2 separate regions of the Mus musculus genome follow, and region 1 is linked to region 2. A link is a contact called in public Hi-C data. All regions are on one chromosome and are shown on one strand. Each heading gives the region's core, a stretch centred on a gene start, on an enhancer-like site or on the middle of the called end of the contact. The rest is flanking DNA. Distances are from core to core; before and after follow the strand shown.

Region 1 (3,984 bases), core at 774-3,273, 44 kb after region 2:
GGCACGGCTGCAGGAGCGCCTGTAACCCCTGCACTGTGTGAATGTGGGGAGGGAGGGGTAGGCACAGGAGAACAGCTGGAGCACCTTGGCTGCCAGCCTTCCTCCATGCTCAGTGACAAGTCTGTCTTAAAAGAATAGGACAGGGGAAGAACTGAAGGAGCTGAAGGGGGTGGCAACCCCACAAGAAGAACAACAGTGTCAACTAACTGTATCTGGGACCCCTGGGGATTCCCAGAGACTAAACCACCAACCAGTGAGCATATATGAGCATACATGGCCTGGTCCATGGCCCCTGGCCTCAATGGGAGAGGATGTGTACAGGTAGAGACTGGGTGCCCCAGGGAAGGAGGGTTGCGGGGGGGAAAGGTAAGGTAGGGGGAGTGAGAGGGTGAGATGGGGAGCACTCGCTCAGAGGCAGGGGTGGGGTGGGGGGTGGGGGTGAAGAACTCTTGGAGGAGGGACCAGGAATGAGGGTAAGATTTGGAATATAAATAAATAAAGCAGTTTTTAGAAAGAGAGAGAGACAGAGACAGAGAGAGAAGGGCAGAAAGGGATAGAGGACATCTAAAGTCTTCCTTTCATTTCCATGCACATACACCAGGTACATATAACACACACACACATACACACACATACACACACACACATACCACACACACATACACACACACACACATACATACATACACATACACATACACACAGGAAGGGGGAGGGAAAAAGAAAGGTGAAATAGAGGGGTATGGGCAGGGGGAGAAAGAAAGCACATCTCATTGTGTTAACCCTGGCTGACCTCCTGCCTCGGCCTTCCCAGGGCTGGGGTTACAGGTCCATGCGACCATGCCTGCCTGTGCTGCTCCATCCCTGCTACGAATGAGCCAAACAGCATCCATTACTACCGTAACAGGACTGCTTTGGGGCTCGCTCTTTCCTTCCCTTTCCCTCCCTCCCTTCCTTCCTCCGTTCCTTCCTTCCTTCCTTCCTTCCTTCCTTCCTTTCTTTCTTTCTTGTCTGATTGTGGCACCCTATTGGTTCTGATCTCACTGGGTCCTAAACCACAGGGTAGATGACCTGGCCTCCCTCTACCTGTCTGTAGACCCAGCCTTTCCTTCTGGGTCTGAAAGGAGTGAAAGACTTCTCCAGAGAGAATAAAAATAGGAAGGGGACCCAGGGCTAACAACCCTTTCTGCTCCTAGGATCATGGTGACATAAGTATTTGTCATTGGCATATGTTTGCAAAAGCCAGGCTCTGGACGGTCACCTTGAAGACTCACAAGTTCATACAGACTCATGATAAGACGGATGCTTTCTTTGTAATTAGGGTGAATTGATATGCGAGTTATCAGACTAGATGTAGTTTGAGTGTCCAGCCACTAGGGGCCGACCTAACTCCACAAACCGGCACTATTTTTCTAAGCCATTTCATTTATAACTCAAGGGTTTCTTGAGATGACTGGATTTCGTTATTCATGAACTGTAATGTCTAAGAGCCGTCCTGCCTGAAACTGAAAAGCCTTGATGTTTGAGAAGAGAGTGAATGTTGACATTACATTCAGAGGCAGTGGTAAACATGGGCGACAAACCAGGGACCAGAAGCAGCGAGCGCATCTCAGAGCCGAGCGTGGTGGTTCACTTCAGTGTGCCCGAATCTCAGGGAGAGCTTGGTGGTTGGCCTCCAGCTTATCCCTACAGGACCGGACACCCCAGGGCTGTTTAAAGGAGCCCCACATGCTGACTCCTCTGCCCAGGCAACACGACATAGAGGAGAGGACAATGAGTCTCGGAGGACAGAAGCCCTGGCTGTCTCCCTCCTGAGTCAGGACAGAGCATCCTGATTCTGTCTAGGAGGGAAGGAACCCTGGGCGCACCGGCTCACCATCACAAAACACTTACGGTTTGGTTTCTGACAGTCTTCCTTAATGATGTGGTAGATCTTCTGCTGCAGGTCTTTGTCTTTGGTGGTTACCTAAAAGGAGAATCCAGAGAGGAAACGTGGTTTGAGAACACAGCAGTGTGTCACTCAGAACTCAAGACCAGCCTTCGAGGCGGTTCTACAAATCCCATAGCAACGACAAGCCTCCCCCATACGCCCTCCCTCAGTGATTCTGATGCGTGGTGGCCGCTGCAGCTCCGCTCTGCCCCTAAGGACACAGCTCTCTCAGGAGCTGGTTTGTTGGGGCCAGAAGGGAAAGCATAACTGGAACCCTGTGCCTTGAAGGGGCAACTGCCCTTTTCTACACTGTGGCCACTCAGACAGACACTCCTCTTCCTTGCCCAGTGTTTTTGAAGGAGCTCCCGCAGGTTCAAAGTTTCCTCCCTGTCCCAGCCTTCTTCCTCTCGGTCCCCTTCTTGTCTTATATTTCTTTAGTTCCTCTTCTTCTAAGCACAAGGAAGAATTAAAGAAGAAATGGGCATGGGGAAGCCAGCAAGCTAGAGAATCCAGCTTATCTACAGAAACGCTCTCTGCTCTTGTAGGCACACCCACAACCATGTTTCTCAACTAGCAGCAGGCTTCACCCTCAGCTACAGGCAGTAAATTTAATAACACTAGAGAAGAGAGAGGGGAGAAGAGGGAAGGGAAGAGGGAAGAGAGGCAGAGAGGGGGGGAGGGAGAGGAAGCAAAAGAAAAAGAAGGTGAGGGAGGGAGGGAGGAAGAGAAGAAAGGGGAAGAGGGAAGGAAGGAAGGAGTGTGTAAAAGGAGAGAAGAAAGAGGAAGGAGGAAGAGCCAAGTCTAAGCATGGGAACACAGCTGAAGAACTGGGTACAGGAAACAGCCATGGCCGCCCGTGAGACCTGATGACTTCGGACTCACAAGATTAGTGTGAAGGTCAACCATGGGTGCAAACAGAGCTCTGGGCTCTGCTGTAACTATGTCCCCAGCAGGGCTTCAGGAGAAAGGAAAGCCACAAATCAGGGATGAGTGGAAGGGAGGGGTCAGCCACAGAAGGGGCCGTGGGATCTATTCCTGTTTGACTACCCCTTCCAGCTCAGGGTGATTCATTCACAAGAGGAAGTGCCCAACCCTGCCACACCTCGCCCTGGGCAGCTGCAGTTGCCCTGGCTGCTTCCCAGGGAGGGTTGCTCTCTACAGACAGACCCTCACAGAAGCCAACCCAGAACAGAAGGAGGCACAAATCTCTAAGAGGGCTCCAGCTGAACTTAGTGTGACAATGGCCGCCATGTCCTGCTTGGCCCCTCCCATCCCGGGATGAGTGGACAGCACTGTGTTATACTGGCTTACCTCTCAACACTGTGGAAAACCCCTCCTACTTAAATAAATAAAACCTGGGCCTCTCCACAGAGGAAATGACCTGCTAAGTAGACCTCTAGCGAGTCTGCAAGCAGGCAGGCCCAGCAGCCTGTCTCCAGAGCTCTCATCTTATTCTGAAGCCACTTCTCCGCTCTGGACACGAGTGGTCCTCTCTCAGCTTACTGCCTCCAACATCAAAGGCATGCAGCAAGAGGCAGACTTCTACCTTGAAAAGATGGAGGCAAGCAAGCAGCCGTCCCGTTCCTCAGAAGGGAGGCTGGCAAGCAAGGCCTTCAGGGAGGCAGACTGGAGTTACCTGAAAGCTTTAACTAAAGTGTCCTTTGCTCCGGGCGCTCTCCTGCGTGAGCCGTCCTTGGAAATACCAACACAGATTCACACAGAGAGCCACACAGATCGAGTCAGGAAACACTATTTGTGACAGCAAAAGTCGTACAACCGTAGTGTCCGTCCGTCCGTCACAAAGGAATGGCTAGAAAGTTCTGGTAAATACTCCTGGTCAGAAAGAGTGAGGCAGACTCGCAGGTGCCGGGACACACGGGCACAGGGACAGACGGTGGCACTGCAGGCTGTGCGGAGCACTCTTCACAGCAGTGGGACATCTGGTGATGCCCGAAGGCATTTCTGATTGTCACAACATACTAGGTGCTAGTGGCATTTAGTGTGAGAGGCCAGGGATGCTGGTGGAAGACACAGGACAGTCTCCAGTGCATCAG
Region 2 (3,969 bases), core at 65-2,564:
TGTTAAAATTAATGCTTTGAGCATTCTAAATACGCCTTTAAATGCCTAATTTGCAAATAAGAGGCTGCCCTTACTGTCTCCATGTTTTCTGTGTTTTGGGTTCTTTACTGTGAGTCTCTTCTATCTCCAGGAGCAGAGCTCGGCAAGTCATCCTAAAGCAACAAGGACACAATGTTTACTTCCAAAGGTGTAAAGGACTGGGAGACAGGACCGGCTGAGATGAAAGAGTACTGTCACACACTCTGAAGCCCAGCTGGTCAACCTTAGCCTCTTCTCATTAAGTTTGGGTAAAGAAGGGGGAGGGGCGGCGGGCCAGTCAACCGTGCCTCGGAGACCACAGACCACATTTGCCTACTCGTGTCTGGAGTCAGAGCATCACTTACACGAGGAAATGACCCCAGCGAAGGGTCACGTCCAGAGGAGGGATAAAAGGAAAAGCCACAATTCTCCTCACACCGCGGAACACAATGGTTTTAAGAAGGAAATCAAAGCTTGAAACGAAGAGTGGAGGGGGCAGGGGGCAAAGCGCTTCCTCTGTCCCCAGCCGGTGCAGGCAGAACAGCAAACGTGGAAAGCAGAAAGAGAAGTGTGGGTCTCCGGTCAAAGCAACGGAAAGCATTCCGGGCCGAATGAGCGTGAGTGCCCGGCTCCCCTAGGGAGCGCGGCAAAGATGCTCCTTCCCAAAGGAACTAAATGCTCTGCAAGGGGCTGACGAAAGCTTCCCCCACCAACCATCCTAGCAGCGGGCGGACACATGACTTCACCGTTGTAACAGACAAGGGCAGCCACTTGCCAATTGCAATGCCAAAAAAAGAAACCCGGGACAGGGGAGTGGAAGAAGGGCAGAAAAGGCTTCCCTAGAGATCACAGCCCTGCGAACAAACTCTGGAGTCAAAGGCTGCCCCTGGGGGCGTGAATCTCCGGGACTGGCCAGCCCCCCGCCGGGGTCGGTGGAAGCAGTACTCACATAGTGTTTAGAGGGGCTCCTCCGCTTCTCCACGTCCACCACGGTGGCATCTTGCACGCAGTAGGCGAGCATCGTCCCCACAAAGCGAGTGGCGCCCCCCGGCGGCGTCACCTTCTCATCCCGGCCGGGTTCCGGCTCCTTCTCCGGTTGCCCCGGTTCCTGCAGTTACACGCCACCCCTGCCCCACGCGCTACTCGCCGCCGAGGCTCCGGGCGCCTACAGCTGAGGCTCCGGGGCAGGCGACTGTCCCGGAGGGCACGAGGGCTCCGTGCGTCCCAGGCTGCTCCCGTGGGCCTGCCGCGCGCCCCTTCCCTCCCGCGCCGCCGCGCTCCGCTCGCCTGCCCGCTCTCTCTGCCGCTCGGTGGGGCCGGCGGGAACTGGCGGCGCAGAGGAGGGCTGGGGGTGTGTCCCGCCAGCGAGGGCACGGGGCGGGGGCCGGGCCTGCTGTCAGCGCGCCGGGGAGGGGCCGGCGGCGCCCCTGGGCCGCGCTCGGGCTCCTGGGGGCTCGGCGCTGGCCGGCGCTGTGGGCGCAGGAGGCGGAGGCAGGGCGAGCAGGGAAGGGAGGGGAGGGGAAGGGAGGGGAGCGCGGCGAGGGGAAGCGCGGGGAGGGGCTCCGGGCCGGGGGAGGGGCTCGGACGGACGGCGAGGGGCTCAGCCCTGCGAGGCCTGGAAGGGCTACTCTACCCAGTCCCCAAACTCAGGGTAGCTTTGGAGAAAGGAGGCTCAGCGAAAGTGAGCCCAGCGCGCCCCCATCCTGGCTTTCGGTCTCCCAGAGGATCTGTGACCACCTTTCTGTCCCTTGTACCACTGCCATCTCCCCAGATCTCTTTAAGGAAAAGTAGTTTATTACAGCCTGTTACTGCCTACAGCTCCCTCCAAGAGAAGACCCGGACGGGAGAAGAGAGCAGCATTAAATCTTTCAAGCCAGCCTTCTTTTGATGAACCACCTGCCCCCCTGCAGGTCACCACGGGTGAATTCTCCCCGGAAATGGGATCTATTGATCTGCTGCTGCCTCCATCATCGATCAGTGCCTGTGTAACTAACCTGCGACAACATTTCCCAATGACAAGGTTACAGACACCACTTTAGCCTTAAGTCCGGGCTCCCCCGGGACTCTCCCAGGGCTGGCAACCGGCGGAGGAGCACACAATGGTGGGAAAAATCCACTGGGTTGGGAACCAGATCGTCTTTAGCTCCAGGCTCAGGCTTCCTCGCCATCACTCCTTCTAGTCTGGAAAGCTGACTTTCCAAGTCGCTTGCCCATCTCTGGTCTTGGAGCTCAACTTTACTTTAATTCAACTTAACACACACACACCGATTTCATCTTTTTTTTCCTGTTCTACTTTCAAATATTTAACGGAGTAGGTGTTTTCAAAACGAATCCAATTGTTTCACAATACAGTAATGTTTTGTGTTTTGTGCTTGCGTCTAGTGGAAAGCATCCGAAATGTGGGCAAAGGATTTAGTGACTTTTTTCCCCCTTGTCAGAAGCCCTGGGCCACTCTGAGACTTCTGCATTTTCTTCAGGAAGAGCACTGGCGGAGGGGGCTGGAGAAAAGACAGCTCTGAGTCCAGTTCCCCAATGATTCACAACCACCCATAACTCACGGGATCAGACGCCCTCTTCTGACCTCTTTGGGCACCCAGCGTGGTGCACATACATACACGCAGGCAAAACACTTATACACATAAAAGTTTAAAGAGTGCCGGTGAGCACACATGACTACCAGAGTTTAGATTCCTCAGTACTAAGGTAAAAGCCAGGTGTGGCCACGAGCCTGTGACCTTAGCACTATATGGGACAGAGTTAGGACGAGGATTCCAGGTCTTGATGGCCAGCCAGCTAGCTCAGAAACAATAAGTTGTGGGTTCAGTGAGAGATCCTGTCTCAAGGAATAAGGTGGATATCAGACATCTTGCACTAAAGGATACACATACACATGGACATAGACACATACACACCTAAACACTCACAAACTGGATGGATGCAAGAGTATTGACACCAGACACAGGGTTTCTCTACCTCAAAGACAGTTGCAGTGCTGATGGAAGGCAAGAAGGCACTCCCCCGGGGCAGGGGTATTTGGTTAACAGGGAATGTCAGAGCTGAGCCTGACTTCCTGAACAAGGCTTGCTCACCCAGGATATATGCTCAGCCCTGAGCTGCTTGCCGAAGGATGCCAGTCCAGCCCCAAGTCATCTTTGATACTTCATCAGCATTTATCAACAAGGCAGGGAATAAATGATAAGACTTGCTTACACAAACTTGAGATGGGAGATTCTTTTTATTATTTATTTTTATTATTTATTTATTTATTTTGGTTTTTCAAGACAGGGTTTCTCTCTGTAGCCCTGGCTGTCCTGGAACTCATGCTGTAGATCAGGCTGGCCTCAAACTCAGAAATCTGCCTGCCTCTACCTCCCAAATGCTGGGATTAAAGGTGTGTGCCACCACTGCGCAGTGAGAGAGGCGATTCTCCACCTAAGCATTTCAATGCTATGTCAGGATGGAAACTTAGATATGAGGGCCGAAAAATCAACATTCAAATAACACAGGATAACCTTTCCATGGTGCACAAAAACATCATACTTCCAGCTCGGTCTCTCCCTACCCTCAACTGAAGCATTTCTGCCCCCTTGACTCCTGCTGCCTGCCCCCCCACCCCCAGTAAGACAGTGTATGGAGCACCGTGCCGATCTTTCTAGTCAGTCCCCTTCTAGACATATTCAATGACGGTGGATAACTGCTCTGCAGAATAAGGTCTTAAATAGAGATGTGCAAATCTGAGTGAAATTTTGGGGCTCCCTCCAGACCAAAGTGACGTTGACTCTGTTAATTCCAACAGCTGGCCAGGGCAACATCTGCCTTCCAGACCCTGGCTGACCCCTGGTGGGGACATACGGGGCCTGGCATGAAAAAACTGCCAGGGTTCATACTTCTTGCTCAGTTTCTCCCCCTCCCCTTCTTGCAAGTTCATCTTGGAACTGGCCCTGCCCACTA

What was found. Hi-C and Micro-C count contacts between places; a contact is called where the count stands out from the background.
Region 1: a contact with region 2 is called in a Hi-C map of embryonic fibroblasts, with 2.7 times the contacts expected there. The contact joins the enhancer-like site here to the promoter of Sh3pxd2a in region 2. A contact is called at or near these places in 2 of 39 promoter capture datasets (macrophages and trophoblast stem cells), 3 of 15 datasets of contacts at CTCF or cohesin (embryonic stem cells and pro-B cells), 38 of 484 Hi-C or Micro-C datasets (the AML12 cell line, B cells, the C2C12 cell line and 22 more), 8 of 115 datasets of contacts at active chromatin or transcription factors (bone marrow-derived dendritic cells, effector CD8 T cells, embryonic fibroblasts and 5 more) and 1 of 9 other capture datasets (adipose tissue).

Annotation. Positions count from the first base shown.
Region 1 is chr19:47,505,913-47,509,896 of GRCm38.p6, forward strand. It overlaps Stn1 (STN1, CST complex subunit), which reads right to left. Exons shown (of 10, transcript NM_175360.3): 9 at 1,894-1,966. Among named protein-coding and RNA genes, the nearest start is that of Gm19557, 5.1 kb to the right of the region's middle. Within about 2 kb of position 2,024, at least 208 of the 459 cell types and tissues checked have an H3K27ac peak or open chromatin away from gene starts, as enhancers often do. A contact at or near this core is called in the AML12 cell line, B cells, the C2C12 cell line and 20 more, where this site is marked.
Region 2 is chr19:47,463,097-47,467,065 of GRCm38.p6, forward strand. Sh3pxd2a (SH3 and PX domains 2A) reads right to left here and starts at 1,315. Exons shown (of 15, transcript NM_008018.4): 1 at 968-1,315. The coding sequence starts at 1,039.